Linked DNA regions of Columba livia: region 1 is linked to region 2. Evidence: chromatin contacts called from public Hi-C data. All regions are on one chromosome and are shown on one strand. The core of a region is the stretch at or near the end of the contact, and the rest is flanking DNA. Distances in the headings are between cores, read along the strand shown. Region 1 overlaps POC1B (POC1 centriolar protein B). Region 2 overlaps LOC135576479 (a long non-coding RNA gene).

The links. A called contact is a pair of places that touch in the nucleus more often than the background predicts.
Region 1: a contact with region 2 is called in a Hi-C map of liver, with 5 times the contacts expected there. The contact joins two enhancer-like sites. A contact is called at or near these places in 2 of 2 Hi-C or Micro-C datasets (crop and liver).

The regions. Positions count from the first base shown.
Region 1 is chr1:164,218,503-164,222,524 of bColLiv1.pat.W.v2, forward strand. All of the region lies in intron 11 of POC1B (POC1 centriolar protein B), which reads right to left. Among named protein-coding and RNA genes, the nearest start is that of GALNT4, 29 kb to the right of the region's middle. Within about 2 kb of position 1,424, at least 1 of the 3 cell types and tissues checked has an H3K27ac peak away from gene starts, as active enhancers do.
Region 2 is chr1:164,030,015-164,034,242 of bColLiv1.pat.W.v2, forward strand. The region is part of intron 1 of LOC135576479 (a long non-coding RNA gene); the gene reads left to right. It overlaps LOC135576478 (a long non-coding RNA gene), which reads right to left. Exons shown (of 4, transcript XR_010468243.1): 4 at 1-2,823. Among named protein-coding and RNA genes, the nearest start is that of DUSP6, 120 kb to the right of the region's middle. Within about 2 kb of position 2,452, at least 3 of the 3 cell types and tissues checked have an H3K27ac peak away from gene starts, as active enhancers do.

The DNA.
Region 1 (4,022 bases), core at 174-2,673, 190 kb after region 2:
ACAATTTTATCTTTTTCTTAGAGGACAATGATTCCAGTCTTCCTTTCAAAGGGATAGCACGAGAACGTTCCTTCAGTGGAGAAAAATGTATTAATATCACGCAATGATCAGAGTTTAAAGTGAAGGGCTGAATGTCTGAGGCCTCAAGGAAGTCTGATATCCACGAACCACAGAAAACTGTTGTGCTTTTGGCTGAACTATAACAAAAAACAAGGGCAACTACTGTGCACAGTGAGGTGCCATATAAGTTTTGCTCTACTGGCTGTTCACTTCTGAACTGGACTTGGGCCCCAGAGCAAATGATCTATGTATAAAATTCCTCTTCTTTCCTTTCTTCCCTTTCCCCTCCCCTTAACCTCACTGAAGATAGTTGATATTTATTTCCATGTAAGACTGGAGACGAAAAGATGCAAATCAGAATAAATTTGAAGTTGTATGTTAAGGAAAATATGCAGTGTTTTTAGCTTTTAAGATAAAATTTCTTTTGTCATCTTCTTCTACAGCAATCTGGAGTTGTGCTAAGCCATGCAAGGAAGAGACATTATTCCAAGGTCTTTTCAAATGAAATTCCTGTGACGAAGAACAGTTGTTTAAGCCTTCAGATGTACACAGATGGAATAACTAGATGCAAATTCTGGATTCATAATTGCTGTCTTTGCAAAATATATCGGTTGTTTTCTGGGTTGGGGATTTTTTTTTGTTATACTCAAAATAAAGGCAGAAAAAAAAAAGTCAAAGACATCTAAACCCTGACATACATAGTGCAGAAGCAACATGTATAGGATAAATTGAGAGTACAGATACTTAAATTTTTTGCATCACAACACCTACTACAAATGCAGTTTATACGCTGACTTACTCAGAGGGATAGAAGTTGCACGTACTTTTATTTGCTTTCACTTTTTACAAGTGTGGGGGGTGGAATTTATTTGGTCACTTTATTTTAAAACATAGGATGTTTCTTTTGCCTCAAAGAGGATCAATTCTTATCTTTCCCTTTCCAATAATTAACTTAGTCTTAACTTCGTAGAAATCGTACTGTAAATGAACAATAAACTTGTCTTGTTTTCACTGTTAACTAGCACTGGAAAAGAACAGCAAACATCTCCCAGCCAGTGCAGACATTCTGACTTCCAGATTACAGTACATTGCTTTGCTTCTTCCAAATCCTGTTTACATGAGCAAGGTCATGGGATGGAACATTAGAGAGCCTGTACAGCGATTTCCTGCTGCTATCAGTAAAAACTACCAAGACATCATCAACTTTCTCTTGTTCCCAACATCTTATCAGGGACCAGAGATTACTGATGTATTGCCTTACAGACTTAAAAAACTCAACCTCCCTAAAAACTGTAAGTAAAATCAGAGGATGAAACAAGAGGAAATAGTCCCAAAGGAAAACAAGATTTCCAGTTTCTCCTTTTCAAGAGCCCAAAAAACAAAGGCAACATTAAGCAGCTTGATGCTCTGAGAAGGGGTGGGAGAGAGACAGTAATGTATTTGGGGTCTTCAATGAGATAGAAAGGAGAAACAGCCACTCCACCCCCAAACCCTGACCCCAATTCAGTGAACATTTCCAGAGTGTAAAAGGCTAGAACACGCCTCACTTTTAATAACTGCAACATATGAAGGCTCTTACCATTGTAGAAGTCAGGGCATTACACAAATACCAGTTAGTTAAGCATATATAGCTTGTGTTCATACTGGTTTCAGTAACACACAGGAGAACTGAATAAATGAATCATCAAATTCAAAGCTATTTTTCTGACAGTAATAATACACAGACAGGAATTCTTAAAGTTTTTGTAATTATAGTTCAAAAGAAAGCAGCTCCATACTGAAGATTACACTGAAGTTTTTCCACTGACACAATGATCATATTCCCTTCACTAAGTTTACAACGGAAGTTGCATCAGTGTGAATCTTTGATGAAACCAGGTTTTTCTCTATGTTCAAAAAGAACTGGCTTTACAGCTTTAAGACAGAACACACGCTGAAAAGATAAATTATTAAACTCTCTGAATTCTAAACATGCTAAGTGTTTTCTAGCAAAATCCCTATGAGAACTTCCATATCTCCATATCTTGGCTTAGTCTTTGAAGCAAGAAAAAATGCCTACTTATGTAGGTTTTAAAAATTTAATTACTTTTATTAAGTGTGGAAGTTATGGATTGTTGGCTTTGATGAAGCAACAAATTAAAATTCCTTGAAAAGAAGAGGAGGAGTGGAAGGAAAAGAAAATACCAGTATTTCCTCATATAGATACAGCTCAAAATAAAAATGAATTGCTAAGAAAATATCTAAAAATATATTTTGAATTCCCAATAAAGAATCAACAGTGTTAAATTTTCAAACATTTCTTTTTCAAACCTCCTCCAGGCAGACTGTTGTCAAGAATAGATACAAAGTGATACATCGCTGAACCTTAATTATCTGGAGTTTTGTGTCCTGTTCCAGGCTCCTCAATACAAGAGAGACATTGACATCCTGGAGCAAGTCCAGCAGAGGGTGAGCAAGATGGTGAGGGGGCTAGAACACATGATATACTAGAAGAGGCAGAGAAACAGATTTGTTCAGCCTTAAAATGGAAGGATACAGGGAGATCTTGCTGTCATCTCAAGTATCTAGTGAGTGGACAGAGAGAAGATAGAGCCAGACACTTATTAGGGGACCACTGTGATAGGACTAGAGGCAACACACATGGTAGAACATAGGAAATTCTAGCTATATTTTATATAAAAAGAAAAATTCACCAGTTAAACACCAGAGCAAGCTGCCCAGAAAGGTGGTAGAATCTGCACCCTTACACATATTAACAAATGAAGTGGAGCTGATCCAAGTGGGCCTTGCTTTACAGGGAAGATTAGATGAAATTACTCCAGACATCTCTCCCTACCTATACTGCTCTATCATTTTTATTAACAACGCTTTACAGAAGAAAAGGAATACCTTTTTGCACTGCCACAAAGCATATTATGTTCCAATAGCTGAAGAAAAGATTCTCAGAGAGAATCTTTCTCCTACTTTCTGGAGTAGCTTAAGATCTATGGGAGTTCTCCCGCTTATCATTAGGAATTTTGATAGCCTTTCAACAAAACATTATGAGGTTTTGTATAGACTTCCAATCTCCCTGAAGATCTTCCAGGGGTGGGGGGGGTGGCGCTTCAGGGAACTCATCACTGATCCTACAAAGGCTTCAAAGTCGTTACTTACACCAGTCTTTAAACACTTGAGATGGTGATCCAAGACAGGCTGTGCCACTCTTCTTCAGTGGAAAAAAAAAAAATCAAAGCACATATGTTGATTAGCTACTTCCAGAGGCCCAGGGACTTGACAAAGTGATTTGTAAATAACCCTTAGGGCCTTGTTGTGTTACATGCATGACAGATAAAGACGCTGAACAAGAAACCTAAAAGATATGTAAACGCAGAGTGCATTTTTCTCTCCACACATATCAGAAGGGCAGAACTGTTTAAGCTAGAGAAAGACACTTCAAAAAGAAGAAATAGGTATAGACAGGACATTTGTAAATTAAACTGGCAATCTGATGAAAGATTTGTAGTCATTTGAATAGCATTCTTCCAGTAGAAGTAGGACCAAAAAGCCATAAGCAGCTTTAAGATGGGTCCTGACAAGTTTGCAGGGAAAGAAAAAGAAAAAATAGTACAGTGATATTGTCTTTGATAACTGTTAGAATAAGAGAACCTGGGGGGAGGTAGAATCAAGAGGAAATCCAACAGTGAATGTGGAGTGGGAAGAAATCCAGCATCTTTCTCCCTTTAATTCTTATGAAGAACATATGAAGCCTCAATAGAAAAGGCCTCTATACATTAGGAAAATCAAGGCAGCTTCAGATGGAAAGGTTAAAGTCACGGAGATGCAGAACCTTTGGAAACATGACACAAAGAGGCTAGATGACCAGTCTGATTAAGAAACAAGTCCTAATTTCTCAAACAACAGAAGCTGCTAGTGGAGCAGACAGACACTAGACAGGATGATGACACTAAAAGATGAGCTAACAT
Region 2 (4,228 bases), core at 1,202-3,701:
TTTCAAGTGACAGGAGGGAAGCATTTGTGTTCTGTCCCTTGGAGCATGATTACAGTCATCTTTTGAGGCCTGGGAATTGCAAAGTATGTTTTTCCATTTCAGAGTAATTCTTTCAGATATCTCATCATAATCTAAATTTCATCAAAAGTGGACTATGGCAGAAACGGATGCTGAGATTCACTTTGGGATCTCCTTGTTTTATTTCTAGTTCACTGTCACTTAACAGATGTATTAGTGACATTTTGCAACATCTTACGTCACTGGTGAACTGCAAGCCAACACATGATGTGACTAACAGAGAAGGGAAATCATGCATAATGAGATACAGCTAAATATAAATATCTACCTTACTTCAAACAAAAAAGAGGAGTGGAAAGGAAGGGAATGAAATTCTCTGTGACATATATTTTTAGACAGATTCATGAAAAAGTCATTTTTGGAATGGTTTTGATTACTCATTTTAGTCTTTCAGAACTTCAAGTACATTGTTACAAGCTGTCTCCATCTGTCAAATCTTTCTTAAGTGATGCAGAGAACTACGCAGACAGAAGAAAGAAATAGCAGATTTTCCTTAAAAACCTGCAGACTGAAAGCTAACTATTTTAAAAGCTATAGTTGTGGAGGATTTTTTTGTTTGTTTATTTTTTGTTTATTTGTTGGGGGGGTTGTTTTTTGTTTGTTTGTTTTGTTTTGTTTTTTGGTTTTTGGGTTTTTTTTGTCAGATGCTGCTAGTAAATTTTCATACATCCAGACCACAGAAAGAGAAACGTCCCTAGAGAAGCTTTACATTATAGACAAACCACCTCCTCAGTATTTGCATGCCCTGCTTAACTAGCTCATGTTTGCTAAAAGCCAGTAGTCTTGGACTGATTTACAAAAGTAAAACTGCTTTAAAGATGAAGGCAGAGGTAGTTACTGGATCATTCCTGGATGGAAAAGACAAATGTGTGAAATGTTTCCTTATCATTACTGCATCTTTGAGTGTCTTTAAAAAAAGACTAACCAACCAAACAAACAAAAAACAAACAAAAAACCCCAACCAACCAAACCAACCAACCAAACAAAAGACCCCCTATCAATAAAGTAGAAAATTAGAAATACTTTTCTAAGCTTTATTGAATTTTCTGGCAATATCTGCTTTCAAGTCTTCTACCCTCATATTGATTTCTGACAGTGTGCATATGTAAGAGCTGTGTGCACACCTCTGCATGAGTCAGTCAACAAGAGAAAGGAATAACAGCCATGGTGGGAACCCTGCCTCCCACCTCCATGCCTCGGCACGAGCTGCTGAATGCATTTGCAGATTGCTGTTATGTCTCATAGCATAACAAAATAAGCTCCAAGAGCAGAAACAATCAAACGCCCCTCAGCAAGCCACTGCTAAGAAGTGCTTTTGCATTCTTTGATTAGCAGCCACAATATTAGTAGAAAAACAGCCTCTAAAAATAAGTGGGTGAGGTCACGTTACAGAGGTGTTTAACTGGAATCTGAAAATGTGAAACATCCGGTACAAGGCTATCACTGTTGCCTACTGATGGGGAGATACTTCCTTTTCCTTTTCTTTTATTTTCTTTTTTTTTTTTCTTGTTTTGAGGTCACATATGCAACTTTGTATTCTGTATTGCCCTGCCTGAACAATAACTGCAAGAAATGTAAGCAGTTGTTCCTGATCCATTCAGCAACTTCGCTGCTCCAGCACTGACTATGTAAACAATTTTTTCAACCACATAAAGCTCAGTGGATTTCTTACTGAGAGCATCTATTCATTCAAAGAAAATAGTATGAATATCAATGGAAAAATCTAGGTAATTCTAACAAGAAAGAATGTCAAATCTCTTCTGCTGAGACCTGGTACTCTTAAGTGATTTAGTGCCCCTCAACATTCACTGAAATCCGATATTCAGCAAATGGCAAGTAAAGGTTTCTAAATGATAGATTACATGGAAAATAACAGACAGGATGTCAAATCCTGAAAGACAAGTGATTTCTATTTTTTGTTATCAAGGTGTTTTCCATGAAAGTCTTTTTCATATAGCAAAATTAATATCCATTTGCTGTGTCTTCCTCCATCTCAACAAATAACTTTGAAACTGCTGCAATTACTTGGCTGCATTTAAACCATTTGATAAGCAGCCTTTTTTTTATATACCGATATACAATTTATATGACTGAAATGTGCCTTTAACACAAATCAGAAGTGAAGGGATCAAATAAATCTCTGGTATAATTACAGGGCTTTCAAATGAGCTGCAGTAAGATGAATTTGACTCGAGGCTGTATATTTAGCCTGGAAACAACCAGCCTGGGCATCTCAAATCGGACAGACCCGGCACACGTGCAAATGCTGCAGCTGCCAACGTGATGCAGATGCTAATAATTCAGCAGCTTTGTACCCTGTGATTATGCATGTGCTGTGTAGCGGTTCAGATTAAAGAGTTAAACAAAATTCTTCTCCCTCCCCTCTTGGCGGAAAGATAATTCAAACCCATCTGATATTCGCAGACAGTTGGACGGCAGCTGAGGTTTCATTAGGAATCCCACGTATGGCCAGAAGCAACATACACCTCGGTGTTTCCGGGAGCCGCAGGCAGCCAGAACAGATGGTAGAAATCATCATCCCCAGACAGTCATCAGGGGAACCTCAGGCCACATGCTTGAATTTTTCTCAATGAACCGCATACAAGGCAGGCATTTGATCCATGTGACGGCAGCTGCTGGGTCCTGGGGGAGCGGGAGGCGGCGGAGTGGAGGAAGGCTCTCGCAGGTTATTAACAGGTCATGCTGTGACATTAGCAGTCCGGAAACATCGCCTCTCCCAGGGGGCTAAAACAAAAGCAAGGGAGAGGTTCCTCGTAATTCACACACAGTTCAGTGCTTACAGATTACAGCACATAATCTGCTTGGCAACAGCACAGCACGCAGAGACACTCTGCTATCTGATTTCCCTCTTTCTTCTAGCTGTTTCCATTAGAAATGTCAGAAGGAATCCTTGATGCAGTAAATGTCCTATGCAAATCTTGAGAGAAGAAGAGCCCAGCTTCCCTGCAATTTTCAGAATGAGACACAGAGGCAACCCTCATGGTGATGGCTGAGCTCCCTCGTTCAGATGTCCCCAGTCTTTTTGTTCCGTTCATGACATCCGAGACACTGCTTTACTCATTGATCATTACCGCCTGTCTGAATCACCATGCCCCTTCTGTAAGCAGAGAGACTTGCTGCAACTCTCTGCCTCATTAGAAAGAAAATTTCCTTGGTGATATTTTGGAGGTAACAAGGCATTTGGAGGAAGAATCTTAAAATACTGCATTTGACAATGTGAATGGTTTTAAAAATCATTACCCCAGCCCTACAACAGACTACATCTTCACTCTCATCCCAGCCCTCCTGTGCATAGCCAGCCATGCACACCAGTCTGCAGATGGAAAGTCTCCAAACCCCCTGACTGCTTTAGACATTCTCTGTCCAGTGCTGGCAGGTCAGGGCGATGGTAGTTGGCCAAGTACTCCAAATTACATCCTGTAGAGCACAGTAATATAAATACGTATACGTGGGGGTTTCTGTGTACAGAAATAAACGGGTGATGGTGTGTGTGTGTTTGTAAATACAAATATCATCACTTCATACCCGGAAGCTACTTCCTTTCTGATTGCTTACACATTCTAAATATAAAATGGAGTTTATCAGGATTTGAAGCAGAAAGATTCTGCAAATAAATATGCCTTAAGGTTTTTGTTATGTTGAGTGAAGCTCTTCACCAACCACATTTCTCTATAGAAAAATTGGGTTATCTATCTCCTTTGCAGCACTTTTTTCCTCCCTTGCACAGCAGACAGACCTCACCCACATTCCTGGTCTTCATTCTTTTCTACTGTGCTGGATGCTGTATTTCCCACTCTGTTTCTTGCCTATCCAACCAAGGTAGCTCCTGGGTAGGTAGATCTCAGCTGATGCTTGTCAGCTTTTCCAACAAAATTCCGTGCTCACCAGATCATTGCTTACAGCAAATCCTAAGTCCTATCCTAAGAATCCTTTCCAGTACATCTGTTGTGTTGTACTGTGAAACTGAGAGTGTGAACTGCTCAGTGTCTGATACATTGGGGTTTTCCAGGATCTACTGTATGTGAACTTCACAGATTGCCTGACCAAGCAGCAGAAACCTGAATCTCCCATACAAACACTGACCATTTCTCTGGGAATTCTAGGAGCCACAAAAACTGGCTAGGCAGAG